2 separate regions of the Mus musculus genome follow, and region 1 is linked to region 2. A link is a contact called in public Hi-C data. All regions are on one chromosome and are shown on one strand. Each heading gives the region's core, a stretch centred on a gene start, on an enhancer-like site or on the middle of the called end of the contact. The rest is flanking DNA. Distances are from core to core; before and after follow the strand shown. Region 1 has its middle 8.7 kb from the start of Gm4861. Region 2 overlaps Bank1 (B cell scaffold protein with ankyrin repeats 1).

What was found. A called contact is a pair of places that touch in the nucleus more often than the background predicts.
Region 1: a Hi-C map of uterus shows a contact between it and region 2, with 11 times the contacts expected there. The contact joins two enhancer-like sites. A contact is called at or near these places in 3 of 39 promoter capture datasets (the 3T3-L1 cell line, the SN4741 cell line and hippocampal neurons) and 1 of 484 Hi-C or Micro-C datasets (uterus).

What each region holds. Positions count from the first base shown.
Region 1 is chr3:137,559,660-137,563,011 of GRCm38.p6, forward strand. No RefSeq gene overlaps it. Among named protein-coding and RNA genes, the nearest start is that of Gm4861, 8.7 kb to the left of the region's middle. Within about 2 kb of position 1,667, at least 41 of the 459 cell types and tissues checked have an H3K27ac peak or open chromatin away from gene starts, as enhancers often do. A contact at or near this core is called in uterus, where this site is marked.
Region 2 is chr3:136,082,658-136,086,085 of GRCm38.p6, forward strand. Bank1 (B cell scaffold protein with ankyrin repeats 1) reads right to left here. Exons shown (of 17, transcript NM_001033350.3): 11 at 513-581. Among named protein-coding and RNA genes, the nearest start is that of Gm31243, 180 kb to the left of the region's middle. Within about 2 kb of position 1,579, at least 10 of the 459 cell types and tissues checked have an H3K27ac peak or open chromatin away from gene starts, as enhancers often do. A contact at or near this core is called in uterus, where this site is marked.

The DNA.
Region 1 (3,352 bases), core at 417-2,916, 1.5 Mb after region 2:
ATTTCTCACATATGCTTGCATGGTTTTGTTTACATAGACTCGATGATAAGTCTCCTGCCCCTCTTATTAAGACTATTATCACAGCCAGACTGGGATCTCTGGATCCCTCAGTTAGCCACATCTAAGTAGCTATCCCCTCTGCTCCTAGATGTTCTTTCTCACCCTCACCAAACTTCCAATTCATCAAATTAAAACCCAGTATTTTCTGACTGGTGTACCCTGACTCAAATCTTTCCTTCCAGGTTCTCTTGCACTACAATTGAACCTTAACCTTATCTTTTGAAATAACAATCGTGTAAACTATGCTGCAGTGATAAACCATCCAAATATCAAAAGAAGTGCAGTTTTTGTTATAACACCTATGCTTTCTGAGTAGGCTGGCTCTGTCCTCCATGGTGTCTTTAGATGAAGTGGAGGCAGCTCTGGCTGGAGCCTCATGATCTGCTCACGGAAAGGATGTCAACACCACACAATGGCTTCCTAATCTTGGGAAGATCTAATCTGCTCCTATACTTTCTTCATCAAAGAAAACAAACTGCCAGCCAAGGGATAACTCTACCATGTAGAAAACCCCAGTAAAAGTGAAATAGCAGAAAGTATTTAGAACAGATAATACAATCTCCCAACCATCACTAAAATTATGGTACAATATCAAGACTATTTCCTGTTTTTATTACTTTTTTTCCTCCAAAACACCTCAGCCCCAGCAGGACTAGCATTTTGGAGGAGCTGTGTATGTTCCAGAATGCTAAGCAGAAGTTCTGTCTCCCTCTATCTCTACCCAATAGGTGTCATGTGCTCTACATTTACCCAACGTGTCAATAAAAATGGCTCCAGACCTTGGAAAGTCTTCCCTGGAGAAGCAAAGTCACCCCTCACTGAAAATAGACTAGTCTAGAGTCTATAGAGGGAAGAAGTGAGGTCGAATCATGACAGGATCTATGTGATATTGTGCAAGTTTAATAATTTATTTTAAAATAGCATTAAAAATACAAAAAAAAATAATCTCCTGCCTTTTATGGGGAATAAAAGCATTAACTTCAGAGGCAAAGCATACCAAGTTTTGCACCTTGGTTTCATTGGTCCATAAAACACTGCAAATGTTGCTTAACTCCAATAAACCTTAGTTGTTTTTTTTTGTTTTTTTTTTTTCCCCTCTTCAGCAGGAGGCAGTAACATTTCTCTTGCAATCTTCCAGTAAAAAGTCAGTGCATGGTTTTTGGCATATGGTGTATGCTAGCAAATGACAGCTGGCAGCAATGGGAAAACTTTCTCCAAAATACATAAAAGAGGAAATGTTCACCAAAAGCCTGACACAGAGACAAACAAAACCTGTGCCCCATTGTGCATGTGCACGCGTACACACAGACACACACACATACACACACACACACACACACACAGCCAAAGGTCTTCTCAGAAGGGTGGCACCACAGCCCTGTACAATACTGTCTGCATTTGTTTCTCCATAAATAAGATGTGTTGTCAAGAAACTTGAGCTCTGTGGATTTGCCATAAAACACATATCCTTGGATATGAGCAACAGGTTTTCGTAGCACTTTCTTGGATGTCAGCAGATTCTCACAAATCAGAGCAGCAAAGTGTAAAACATATGCCCTCAGCAACCTGCCAAAAACCAATAAAAGGAACCTGCAGAGAAGCCAAAGCTGAGAGGCGGGCAGCAGGCTGGGGCTGGAAGCCTCCATAAATTCCCATGGAGATGCACTTTCAGTGAGAGCCCGAGTAAACAGAACAGTTTTAAAGGATGAGACAATTCCTCATATGGCGGCTGCACACCACACAGTCGAAAACTGCAAAATGACAGGTCACTGAGGCATTTTTAAATCCAGTCTTTGGGGACCAAGAAAGGATGACAAGTCAGTTGTTTTGTGATTAGGAAATGGACCTCCCTGTGGTGGAACTGGCCTTTCATTAGAGAGTGGCATGTTACCATGCTCTCAAGACATGGGGCATTTTGTATCCAGGTGCAAAACAATTCTGTTTGCTTGCAAAGAAGTTCACAGAATAGTAACTATGAAAATTACACAGAAGATTAAAGTCCCCTTTATAAGGCAGCAAACTATAAATTCTATTTTCAAACTAGCATGAGTCATTGTCGCGTCTAAATAGAATAACCTCCTGGCTTTGTATGCTGTTTCTCCTCCTCCTCCCCCTCCTCTTCCTCCTCCTCTTCCTCCTCCTCTTCTTCCTCCAACTCCATAAACTCTTGGGAGACTTTCAAGTTGGTAGAAAGATTTAGATCCCAATACCCTAGAGACTAGAACATTTCCCAGCACTAACACAGCAGCACAGAGTTTGCGTTCCATCAAAACTCAGATTTCAACCCAGAGGGAATTGTAACTGAGCCCCTTTCTCCAGCAAAGCTGGGGACAGCCTGCTCAGAACATTAAGCTTTCTGACTCTGCTCTTCATCCCTCAGAAATCCAATGCCCTGAGGCCTGGATCCCAGGCATCGTAGGTGGCTCTCTTCTGCACCACATAGCTAGTGCCAATACTCCAGATCCCTGCTTGCCCCAGTGCAAAGGCAGCTCTCTCCTTACAGTGTCAGAGCATCCAAAGCACTCTCAGCAAAGCGGGCTCCCAGCTCAGACTCTGAATGCATCTGTCCTCTCCTCTTGCTGCATTTCTAATCCTGAAGTGGAAATTTGGCTTAATGAGCCCCAAAGGGCAGCCTCTGCCAAGCTTACTAAATTCTAAGGAGATAATTAACCAGATAGGAAAAAAAGTTTTAATCTTGCAAACATAAAAAAGATTGATATTGTATTATGTGCAACTAAAATTGCACAAGCAAAGCATCCCCCCACCAGCATTCAATAAAATAAATTAAAGGTTAGCCCCAAACTTAGAAATGAGTACCTGTGCTGGTCAGGGTTCTGGATCAGTTCTTGAGTATTTTTAATGACTGAAAGAGTACATACAAAGATGCCCATGCATGCATGCATTTAGTCAGTAAATCTGTATTCTGACATACATATTTACTGACCAGCCACCAGCTGGTTCTGGCCCACCAGAAATAATTAGTTTGTAAGGTCCACCGGAAGTTGTGATTTGAATATTTGATATGATAAAGGATCATAACAACACATAGGTATATCTATAATTTAGGGTCAAAACATAGCAGATTGTCATTCTTTCTTTTTCTTAGTTTTTTTTTTTCCCTGACTCACAACTTCAAGAGGGTCACCAACCAGACATGCGCACTTTCTTCTTGCTTCTTTTCCTTTTTGTGTACTTTCTCACTCACTCATCTGTAAGATTTGCTACATAGAATCCTTCTTCATAAAGTAGTTTGCTGCATCTTCAGAGCTGAGACACTTTGCAGAAGAAAGAG
Region 2 (3,428 bases), core at 329-2,828:
GACAAATGTCCAAATGAATACTAGAAGTCAAAATGATTCCACTGGTTTGGCATGTTGGTGTGACTATAGTGGTCTTCAGCTCTACTCCGCATGATAAATGATGGTTCCTAAGGTATTTCATCAAATGCTGAAAGCAAGAACACACTAGGAAAATGGTTCTACCTTTGATTGGCGTCTACAGCTGACTAAAGAAACACCCAAGCTAGTCTCATTTACAGATCTATAAAAGGGGCCTCTGATACAAGTTATGGAATTTGTCTTATTTGTCCTTCCTGGTGCCATGAGAACAACATCCCCACAGGCAATATGATGAGGGGCCTTTCCTGTTCTTGTTAATGAAAATAATTGATTTTACTGTGGCATAGTTGTTTTGGGATAAGATACAAACTTCAAAGTTAAATCAATCAAACTCAGTTGTTTGTATCTGACCTGCGAGGCCTCCTGCAGATCCCCACGATTTCTTTAAATCTTAACTAATCTTAGTGGTTAACTAAGTTGAAGTTAATCAATACCGGGTTTCTTAGGTAGACTGTAGAACTTATCACCATCAGATTGTCTTCGGGCTGCCTTTTGTTGGAACACTGTAAAAAAACATAGAACATAAAAGTTTATTAGGCAAAGGCATTTAAGAATATGAAATATACCATGGGTGCCTCCATGAAGACAGAGTGCAAAGTATCATTTTCCTTAATAACAGTATCTGAACTATATTCATTTCCAAGTACAAGGTTTTTCTTAGTAATATTATCTGAACTGTATTCATTTTTGAGTATAAAGATTATAAAATTTGTAATTTTCTCATGTGTGCAGTTTATCGGTAATTTTGGAAAGCATTTTCTTTGGGCAGAGTCTGTTAATGTTGATGGGATGCATTCCTAAGCCGATTCCTTCTTGATATCAGATGAAGATAAAAAGCTCCATTTTTTAGAAGTGATAAAGGCTAAACCCACATGAGGGTAAAGGTTCATTTGCGTAGAGACTACTCACTCAAATCAGGCTTATGGGTGATAAGCAACTAAAGAGAAGCCTGTTGTGTTCCACAGATGTAATAATAAAAGAGGCACTTTACTCTTGCGTCATCTACCCCAACCTCAGACCTATTAAAGCAGCTTGTTTGAATTACTTCATTATCTGAAAAGTGCTTTGTTCTCATTTATTATTTCGCACATGAAATTCTGGGAATTAAGTCAGCATTACTCACCCTGTTTTGCAGATGAAAGGTAAAATTCAGTGTTTAATATTTATTAAGCACCCACAAAGTTCTGGATACTTTTGGGTATTTGTTAATGAAATAGAGCAGGTCCTTGACTACTTCACTTTTTGGAAAATGAGCATCCGGAGTTACATTTATTTTTTTATGGGCAGTCTGAATTATGGGGTTTGGGAACTCGAAGAGGCCTGGGAGATTTAGTCCAGCCTCATATGTTTATAGACGAGGAAGTAACCAGCTTGTAAAAGAGCTACGTGAATTTTGAAATGATCCCAGAGTTGTTAGCAGAGAAATGATTTAGACCCTTAAGCCTTAGCCTTCAGCCTCTTGCTTCCTCCCGACAGTGTCTACTTCTTAGTAACTATTCCCTTTTAAAGTTAGAGGAGGAGGCTGGGAGGAGTTACAGGAGCAAGGCTGTGCTCTTGTTCCTGGCATCTCAGCAGGATCTTCCTATAAAAGGAGACAGCTGCCTGGCACTTGGCCACTGTGACCTGGGGAAACAGGTCCATGACGAGATCGTGGAGTTCTGCTGTGGTTTTGCTCTTACTTAAACAACACTAATATCAAGGTCATATATGGGCTTAATCAAGAATACATACATTCAACTTTAAAAAAAAAACAAATGTCTCAAATCAAATCAACATTTATTAAACACTTAATGTCTTAGATGATGTCAAGAGAAAGATTATTCCTCTCTCTGTCCCCAGGAGGAGTGAATATACTGTCAAATACGATGCATTTGGGAAAAACTATACATCTAAAGTAACATCTCTGGTTGAAAATCAGTTCTCTTTATACATCCTGGGTTTGTTGTGTTTTTCCTAAATAAAACACAATGAGGGGTATTTGTCATGTGACTATATTTTAGGATATTAGATTCCACCCCCTCCTCCCAAGTCCTATTTGCTGTTTTCTTCCGTTAGTTCTACAGTTGCCCTAGCATAAAGTGATGACAGGCAGCCCATGTTTTTGCTAATATTGTTTAGATGTAATGGAGAGTGCCTAAGACTGAAACACTGTAACCTGGCATCGTTAATATGGGAAATGACTTGAACTCAAAGGCTAATGCAAACAGTCATGTCTCCAATTAAACAGCAGGTTACTTAAAAGTTTGTGGATTCTGCTGAGGTTTGACACTGCAGAACATTTGCAAAGTAGACTTCTCTTCCCAGCTTTCTTGGTGTGAAGTTTGCTGTAAATCCAATTTACCCTGGATACTGTTTTGAAATACTTTCTGCTGGCAACAAATGTTTGGCCATGTGATGAACAGTTAATGCTGATCTTGACCTTCAGTTACTAGGCATTAGTGTTATTTCTCTAGAGTTGAACCAGGGTCAATCTGGAGTCGAGAGCTGGCCAACTACTAGGATTGGTGGTGGTGTGAGGAGATGCTGATAACAGAGATGTAGGTGGAGGTAGGAAATAGATTGCAATGCTAAGTCCTAGTAATGTCTAATCTGACTTAGAATTCCTTACCTCACCCCCACTGCACCCATGTGCCTTTCCTTCCCCCTGAGCTTACTGATAAGTTTCACATCTTGGCAGAAATTTAGACTTAGCAAATAGTCTTCTCAATGTGTTTAAAGTTCAGAAGCATTTTTCACATCCCACATAGCCACGAGGAAAGACCTACTATTTGTAGTCAGAGGGCGTGGACTAATAGAAAAAGTAGAAAGTTGAGTCACAGAGCAGAATGATTTTTCAAATGTATCGACAATGCTGACTCTATCTATATGCTGGATTCTTGGTAAGCACTGTTTCAAATGCATTTTACCCAGTCAGTGTTCAAGGCATGGTACCAATGCAATTTCTGACATGTCAATTTGGATAACCTTTACCCAGTGTAATCTTATTTTTCTCTTGCTAACTGTAGTTAGAATTTGAAAAGAAAAAAAAAACATGAACACAGTATATATCTTGTCTTTACCTTTAAACACAAGAAACCAGGAGAGGGGAAAAAAATCAACAAAACAAGATTTGAGGTTTAAAATAATCTCAAACAATACAAATGTCCCAAATGACACCCTCATTTATTTTACATATTGGAGAAATGATGTCTGTAAAAGTTTCTCCAGAATATAAATGACATTGAATGAAAAAATTAGCATAGTGTTAAATATTCAAAAATGCTAAGCAGAGCAGAAGTAGCAGAGGAAGAGCCAGTGAACGGAACAAGTTCACTTGCACAGTTTGTCTTTCCAGACTGTTCTGCAGCAAC